Linked DNA regions of Mus musculus: region 1 is linked to region 2. Evidence: chromatin contacts called from public HiChIP or PLAC-seq data. All regions are on one chromosome and are shown on one strand. Each heading gives the region's core, a stretch centred on a gene start, on an enhancer-like site or on the middle of the called end of the contact. The rest is flanking DNA. Distances are from core to core; before and after follow the strand shown. Region 1 overlaps Gm31986 (a long non-coding RNA gene). Region 2 overlaps Gm39713 (a long non-coding RNA gene).

Region 1 (3,532 bases), core at 665-3,164, 240 kb before region 2:
TATCTCTCCCCAAGTGATGGCTTCCAGCAGGTGTGCAGGAGGGGAAGAACTCAGCTCTATTTAAGGAGAGGCCACTGAGAGTCTGACCACGGTTCAGTGAATGTATAGATAAGACACAATTTTTTTAAAAAAAGAGAAATAAGTCCAATTGTAAATAGACAAGAGGGGTCTATTAACATGCCTGGGTAAGGAGCTATTTGTCATTTACTTGTTTATATTTATTTTGGTGTGTGTGCATGTACATGTGTGCACAGATGTGTGGAGGCTAGAGGCTGAATTTTCTTGTCTTTTTTTTTTTTTTTTTTTGATCATTGTTTATCTTTATATGAGACAGGATCTCTCACTGAGCCTGGAGCTCACTAATCCAGTCATGCTGCCTGCCCAGTGAGCTTGAGAGACCCCTGGAGCCAATCTCCCCAGCAGCAGAGTTATAGATCTGTGCCATTGCCCCCAGCTTCTATAACTCAGGTCCTTACACTTACACCGCAGCAGCTACTCTAATGACTGAATCATCACCCTAGCTTCCTGGTTAAGAATTTAGAGTTGGGCTGACAAGACGGCTCAATGGGTAAAGGCTCTTGCTATTAAGAGATGACTTGAGTTTGATCCCTGGGGCCCACACTGTGGAAGGAGAGAACTGACTCCCCACACAGTGTCCTCTGACCTCTGTGTGTGTACATGATGAGCCCCCACCCCAATAAATGAAATGTTAAAACAGTAATGCTGCCTTAAAGTTCTAGACGTTCACATGTTCACATGGTGTCCCGTAGGCTACAGTGGGATCGCCCTCTGTTGTGTTTTGAATGCCTTCCCCGAGGCGCATATACTTGGTGGGGCCTTGGTGGCTGGATGAGAGGTTTTGGGGAGGCTCTTGAATGGTGACGATTCTGGCCTAATTAACCAATCTCTTGGTGGATTCATAATGTGGAAGTATAATTAGGAGGTATTAAAAAGTAGGAAGACAGAACTAGTTGGAGGAAGTGAGCCACTGAGGGAGTGCCTTAGAAAGATATATCTTGTCCCTTTTCCTGTTTCTGCTTCTCTGCCATGAGCTAAGCTGCTCCACTTCATTATAAATCCTACCAGGACGTTCTGCCTCACTCTGAGCCCAGAAGCTAAGAGCCCAGTAACCCTGAACTAAAACCCCGAAACCATGAGCCGCAACAATCTTTTCTTCCTTGTAAGTCATTTTCTCCGGTATCTGTTGTAGCAACGGAATGCCTGACTAAAACACTCCCGATCTGGGCAGCAGACTCCAGCCTGTGTGGAATCGGAGGCCCAGAGACTATGGGAAGAGCCTGTCTTCTCTCAGGCAGAGACTGTCAATTTCCAATTAGCTGGAGGCTTGGCAGGCAGCTCTGGGCTCCAGACTACACATATTAATGAAGGCTGAGTCCCTGCTGGAGACAGCATTGAACGAGGAGAGAAGTCAAATTAGGTTCTCCTCATGGAAGGACATTAGTCTTTGGTTGGGAGCCGTTGGCTTATGTCTGGTGGGGATGGACATCTCTTCTGGTTTGCTGAGTGTATGAACATCCTCCTCTGGGCTGTGGTACTTGGATGGAGCTGAAACTTAAGACTTCTGCATGTCCTTTTAGCGGAGGCAAGCGGGAGCTCTGACAGAGATGGGAGCTTTGTTATACATTGGACTTGGGGCAGGAAGCAGGGTTCCAGAGGGTCCTTAGGAGTGAGTGAGTTTGGGGCTTCTGTTCCTGCCTACACAAAGTGAGAGGACAGGGAAGAGCTTGTCCTTTGGATGGTAAATGCAACCCAGACTTTACAATGGGGAGCTGACCAAGGCGCAGACTGAACCGAGCCTGTTTGCAGTAACAGGAAGAAGGGGAAACCAGAGACATCAGCTCTCTATTTAGAAAGCAGTCTGGTTGTTATGTGCCCTAGAGGGGCTCTCCAGGAAGTCCCCAGGGAGAATCTGTTGTCAGAGACAAAGCCCTAGAGAGTAGCAGCTTCCTTTGGTCAGCCCTAGCCTGTCAAAAGCAGGCAGGTTTTCATAAAACCCAAGGAGACATTTGCTGAGGAGAATTGAAGTGTTTCTCTGGGGAGCCACATGCTTGTACTTTCTTGGCAGCCTCCTTGTGCTTCTTGGGGCTCTGAGGCACCTGCAGCCTAGGCTGGGAGCCCTTCAAGGAAATTCCCTGGAGGAAACCATCTTGGTGGGGACCTCAGATGGGCACCCCCCCTTTAAAAGTGAAACATTCTAACAAAATGTAATACAAAAATACACTAAATTGATCCTTTGATACTTATATGATAGATTATAACCTCAAAGTATGAGCCAGAATCAACCTTTTCTCCCTAAGCTGCTTTTGTCAGGGTATTTATTATAGCAACAGGGATGTAATAAGCAGGACTGTTGGGCCTTTAGGCTGTTTCCAGAATTTTGCTGTATTGCAATGGAAAACCTTGTACATAATTTGTTTTTTGCATGTGAACACTATTCCTGTAGCATACATTCCAGAAATGTAATTGCTAAGTCAGTGGAACACATAGTTCCAGATTTGATTGATTTGGGAAATTGTCTTCTATAAACAACCTGCTTTTATTACCACAAGCAAAATTACAAGCAGCAAGAGCGCTGTTTCCCTTGCTTACCAACAGGCTATGTGACCAAGTGTTTAGAATTCTGTCATTCTGATAGGTAAAGAGTATTTCAGTGTGGTTTAATTTATTTTTTAAACAAAGCTAGTGTGTGTGTGTATGTGTATGTGTGTGTGTGTATGTGTGTGTGTGTCTGTCTGTCTGCACATTGTGTGTATAGATGCACACATCATGTCAAGGCAAAAGAAGGACATGAGGTGACTTGTTCTATTGTTTGCTGCCTTACCCTGGAGACTGGGTCTCTCTTGACCCTGCCACTCACTGCTGGCTGGTGAACTCCTGGGATCTGTCTGTCTCTGTCCTCAACACTGGCATTATATGCACTTATGATCATGCCTGGATTTTTTTAAGGTTTATTTTTATTTACTTATGTGTATTTATGTGTGTTTGTGTGGATATATGTCACATGTGTGTGGATTCCTGCAGAGGTCAGAAGAATACATTGAAGCCCCTGGATCTAGAGCTACATAATTAAGGCTCACCTGACATGGAGATGGGAACCAGAGTTGGACCCTCTGGAAGAGGGCTGAGGCTTCTTTGTAGTCTCCCATGTCCAGCTTTTTTTTTTTTAAAGGCATGCACCACCACTGCCCAGATCTTTTTCTTTTGTTTTCTTTTCTTTCTTTCTTTCTTTCTTTCTTTCTTTCTTTCTTTCTTTCTTTCTTTCTTTCTTTCTCTCTTTCTTCCTTCCTTCCTTCCTTTCTTTCCTTTCTTTCCTTTCTTTCCTTTCTTTCCTTTCTTTCCTTTCTTTCCTTTCTTTCCTTTCTTTCTTATTTATTTATTATATGTAAGTACACTGTAGCTGTCTTCAGACACACCAGAAGAGGGCATCAGATTTCATTATGGATGGTTGTGAGCCACCATGTGGTTGCTGGGATTTGAACTCAGGACCTTTGGAAGAGCAGTCGGCGCTCTT
Region 2 (3,760 bases), core at 1,216-3,715:
GTGACCCTTGACCTGTGACCTCTTCTGCTCTCCTCAGAGCACGGTGCTGACCCCCCTTTTTCAGGCACCACATCACCTTCTCCGACCCCGAATCTGGTCCTTTTATAAGACCTTGATTGTATCTGGCCTAAGTAAGTAATCTGGGACCATCCGGTGGGTCCCAAGCCCTTATGCACATCTGCAAAGCCCTTCCTGATGTTGCTATAGCTGGATTTTGTCTGTCTCCTCAAAGATCTCTTGTTGGGGGCTTTGTGTTTACCCTGTGGCATTCTGGGGAAGTAGCAGAAATTTTAACCCAGTGAGAAGTTAGGCCACTGCAGGGCACGTTCCTTGAGGTACCTGAACCCTGTAGCCAAAGACAGTTGTTGTTCTTAGTTGCCTGGTGTTTTCCTTGTTTTTGTTTTTTAAAGCTTAAAGTGTGTTTTTAGTATAAAATGACACTCTTTGCATCATTCTCTTTGGCTATCATGAGGTGAACAGAATACTTGATACTTCAGTCTTAGGCTTTTGCTGTGATGTTCTGCCTCACTATAGGTACAAAGCAAGACCACGGAGCTCACTGACAAACACATACACAGCCCACAGGAGCTGTTGTGGAGGGATGCAACTGTTTCCCATCTGCAGTGGACAGAGCCTCAGCAACTAGCAACTTTTTCTCTGGCCCATTCTGTGTGGGTCAGAGGTCTCCAGGGGATGGCTGTACATGTGGGCTCAGGAAGCAGGAGATCATCAGGGAAATAGGGCAGACATATTAGCAGGTGTTGGTCTCCACAACTACAGAGGCTGGGAAGCCCTTGGACCTGAAGTGAAGCAGCTGGAGACCTGGAGGAGCAGAGAGGTGAATTCTATCAAGTAAAAAAGCAGGTTATGTGGTCTATTCCTGGCCTAAGTCCGCAGGCTTGAAGTTAGGTGGATGGCAGATTCTCTCTCCCCTCCCCTTTGGGAAGCATTTGTTTAGGAGAAGTGGGCTACATAAAGAGCTTGATCAGAACTCCAGGCCTATTGCCCATGGTTTTCTGGGTCCTGTCTTCCTCAACTACATCCTTAGAGAGGCAAGTTGGCTGCTAACCATATTTCAGGTTCAAATCTACAAACTACAGAGGCCCGACCAAAGGAGAGTGCTCCACCTCTATACACCCAATAAGATTCTCAAGATCTAACGGGGTCAGATGAAGTCATACATCTGCCTTCACTGATGGTTTGTCTGGGGTATGGGATAAGTATCTTTTATTATTATTATTATTATTATTATTATTATTATTATTATAGCTAGAGAAGAACAGAACTTGCAAGTGGCACTTGTCTCATAGATACCTATGGGTCAGTGAGTGTGCCCACGATTCTAGATTAAAAATTTGAGCATTGTTAAGAAGTATGCATAGAAGGGGAAAGTGAATGAACGGACACTCAACAACAGGAAAGGAAAGTTGTTTGGTGTGATGTATAGGGAAGAGAACTGTGACGTAAGCAGCTAATAGACCATCTCATTTAATTAGCACCATCTAGTCTCACTGATTCTCAACCACATTTCCTCCGTGCTTCCCCATCAACTAAGAGTGCTCAGAGCACAGGGTTTTCCAGAGGCCAAAATGTCTCATTTGCATCAGTGACAGGGTAGTCTCTCATCTATGAGTCAGACTAACATTAATTAACCTATTGAAAACAGGGTGTTCTGATAGAGTGTGAAATCAGATTACAAAGCCGGTACTACCCGTAGTGACTGAATCTAACCCGTGGTGCCTCTGCCTGGTTAGCTGTGACCCTAAGGGGTCACTTGCTGGCTTGCCAGCCAGTCTCCCCCAAAGGCCCCCTCCCTGCACTGCTGTGTTCCACTGGCCACCCCTTTCCTCTGTGTTCTTCATCTGGCTTTGCAAGTAAGGAAGCTGAGGTTCAGAGGGGACAGTGATCCTTGGGGTACACAAAGAGCTGGTTAGTTTAGCCCATCCTTATGTGACTACAAAGCCCCCCCCCATCATCCGTGGACCTCTCTCTACATTAACACCGTGTACCTGGATAAACTCCCAGCCCCCAGAAGCCCCTTCTTATCAACAGAAGTGTCATTTAATGAGCATTTGTGCTTAGGCACACAGGGACAGACTCAGGGTGGCATCAATGGCTTCCACCCCTTCACTTTGTCATTTGATTCTTTTGTCCCCTTGTTCCCAGGCTCCGGGTGTCCTTATATCCTTCATGTGTCCAGTACAATAGGGGAGCTATGAATCAGCAGAGATGTATCCTTTTTCAAAGCCAAATAAGGGACTGAGCCCTAAAACCAGCAATAAACCCAACAAGGTTTTATTAATTCAAACAGAGTGTAATCTGTAGTTGGAGGGTGTCTAGGGCCACATCAGCCTGTATGACTCTCAAAGGAAAAGGAAGGGAAAGCAGGGCTGCCCACCTCTGTTTATAGGGAACAATTGTTCTCCAGGTCCAAACCACATGTCCATAATAGGGAAGAAGAACGCCGCCCTATCAGGGAGTTTTTATTCTTAGGGCCGGAAAAGAGCGAAGGCTGCTTCTCTGGCCTGCAGTGTGTCAGCCTTGAACTTCCCATTCCCCCTCATCTCCTTAGCCCTGCCCCCCACCCCCAGCTCCTCAGCTTTGGCCTTGGCTTGCATAAAAATGTATTTCCCATCTTGACGCTGTTGTGATAAGCCACCACCTTTCATATGGATGAGATGAACAGGAAACCACAGAGCATGCAGTCAAAAGTCCTCGCTGTCCAGTGAAGTCAGGAGCTGCCTTTGTGAGACTTGAAGGGACGCCTTGAAGGGGCTCTGATCTCTAGGGCTGGTCTCTAGAGTCGCTGGAACCATAGGCACGACAGAGAGATGTGGCTGTGTCATTTCTGGGTGTGAAGAAAGTAAGAAGGAAGTCCTCTTGTTCCCCTGGAGCAGGGACAGCAGTGATACTCCGATACTCCGGTCTTGGTGGCTGCCCTTTGGGAGACGATTTGCTGCAGTTTTCACAGCAGGGAACCTTTGCCCAGGATTTGGGTGTGACTAGAACAGCATTCATGTTACATTCCTCTTGGGAAAGCTTGTCCTTAGAGCACAAGGCTGTGCTGCCTGCCTCCCCCATCAAACATTCCCTGTCTACCCCATCATGCCCACCATGGCCAGGAAAGCCACCTTGCAGGCCACAGGATCCACAGAGAAAAAATTTTGAATGTCTCATCAAAGACTTTGTAGAGTAGTCCCTGCAGACCAGGCTGGTTCCTGTGGACCAGCAGCCGTTTACCACACAGTCCGTCTTTCGTCAATGACTGTGTAAAGAGGCAGGGCTAGATTTGTAGACCGGGTGGTGTGTGCTTTCAGACTCTTCCCGTCTCCTGTGCAAAATGTGTGACTCCTTTCCACCGACATTTGGGACAATTCTGAGACATGGGTCTGTCTCCTGTCCTAATTGTCTATATAGCTTGTTTTTCCGGCCTGAGGATTGGACCTAGGGCTTGATACATGCAAGGGAGGTCTCTAGCATTGAGCTACAGCCCCACTGATTGTCTTATATATAAGACTGAAAGGCAAAGGTGGAAGGGAATCTTTCTGTTTTTGGAATAGGGCCTTACTAGGTAGTCCTGACTGATCTGGAACTCGCTATGTAGACCAGGCTGACCTTGAACTTGAGGGTGATCTTCCTGCCTCTTAAGTGCTGGGATTATAGGTTACAGCCCTATATACCTGACTCTGTGGAGTGTAATTATAACCAGCCTTTCTTAGTTATAACATTTATAGTGTAGAGCACTTGAAGGCATTACATA

Evidence for each region. HiChIP or PLAC-seq counts read pairs in DNA pulled down with a chosen protein or histone mark.
Region 1: a contact with region 2 is called in an H3K27ac HiChIP or PLAC-seq map of microglia, with 3 times the contacts expected there. The contact joins two enhancer-like sites. A contact is called at or near these places in 2 of 484 Hi-C or Micro-C datasets (the HPC-7 cell line and embryonic stem cells) and 2 of 115 datasets of contacts at active chromatin or transcription factors (the SCID.adh cell line and microglia).

The regions. Positions count from the first base shown.
Region 1 is chr1:180,539,878-180,543,409 of GRCm38.p6, reverse strand. All of the region lies in intron 3 of Gm31986 (a long non-coding RNA gene), which reads left to right. Among named protein-coding and RNA genes, the nearest start is that of Parp1, 27 kb to the left of the region's middle. Within about 2 kb of position 1,914, at least 86 of the 459 cell types and tissues checked have an H3K27ac peak or open chromatin away from gene starts, as enhancers often do. A contact at or near this core is called in the HPC-7 cell line, the SCID.adh cell line and microglia, where this site is marked.
Region 2 is chr1:180,301,661-180,305,420 of GRCm38.p6, reverse strand. It overlaps Gm39713 (a long non-coding RNA gene), which reads left to right. Exons shown (of 4, transcript XR_865777.2): 4 at 2,167-2,219. Among named protein-coding and RNA genes, the nearest start is that of Gm39713, 5.5 kb to the left of the region's middle. Within about 2 kb of position 2,465, at least 74 of the 459 cell types and tissues checked have an H3K27ac peak or open chromatin away from gene starts, as enhancers often do. A contact at or near this core is called in the HPC-7 cell line, the SCID.adh cell line and microglia, where this site is marked.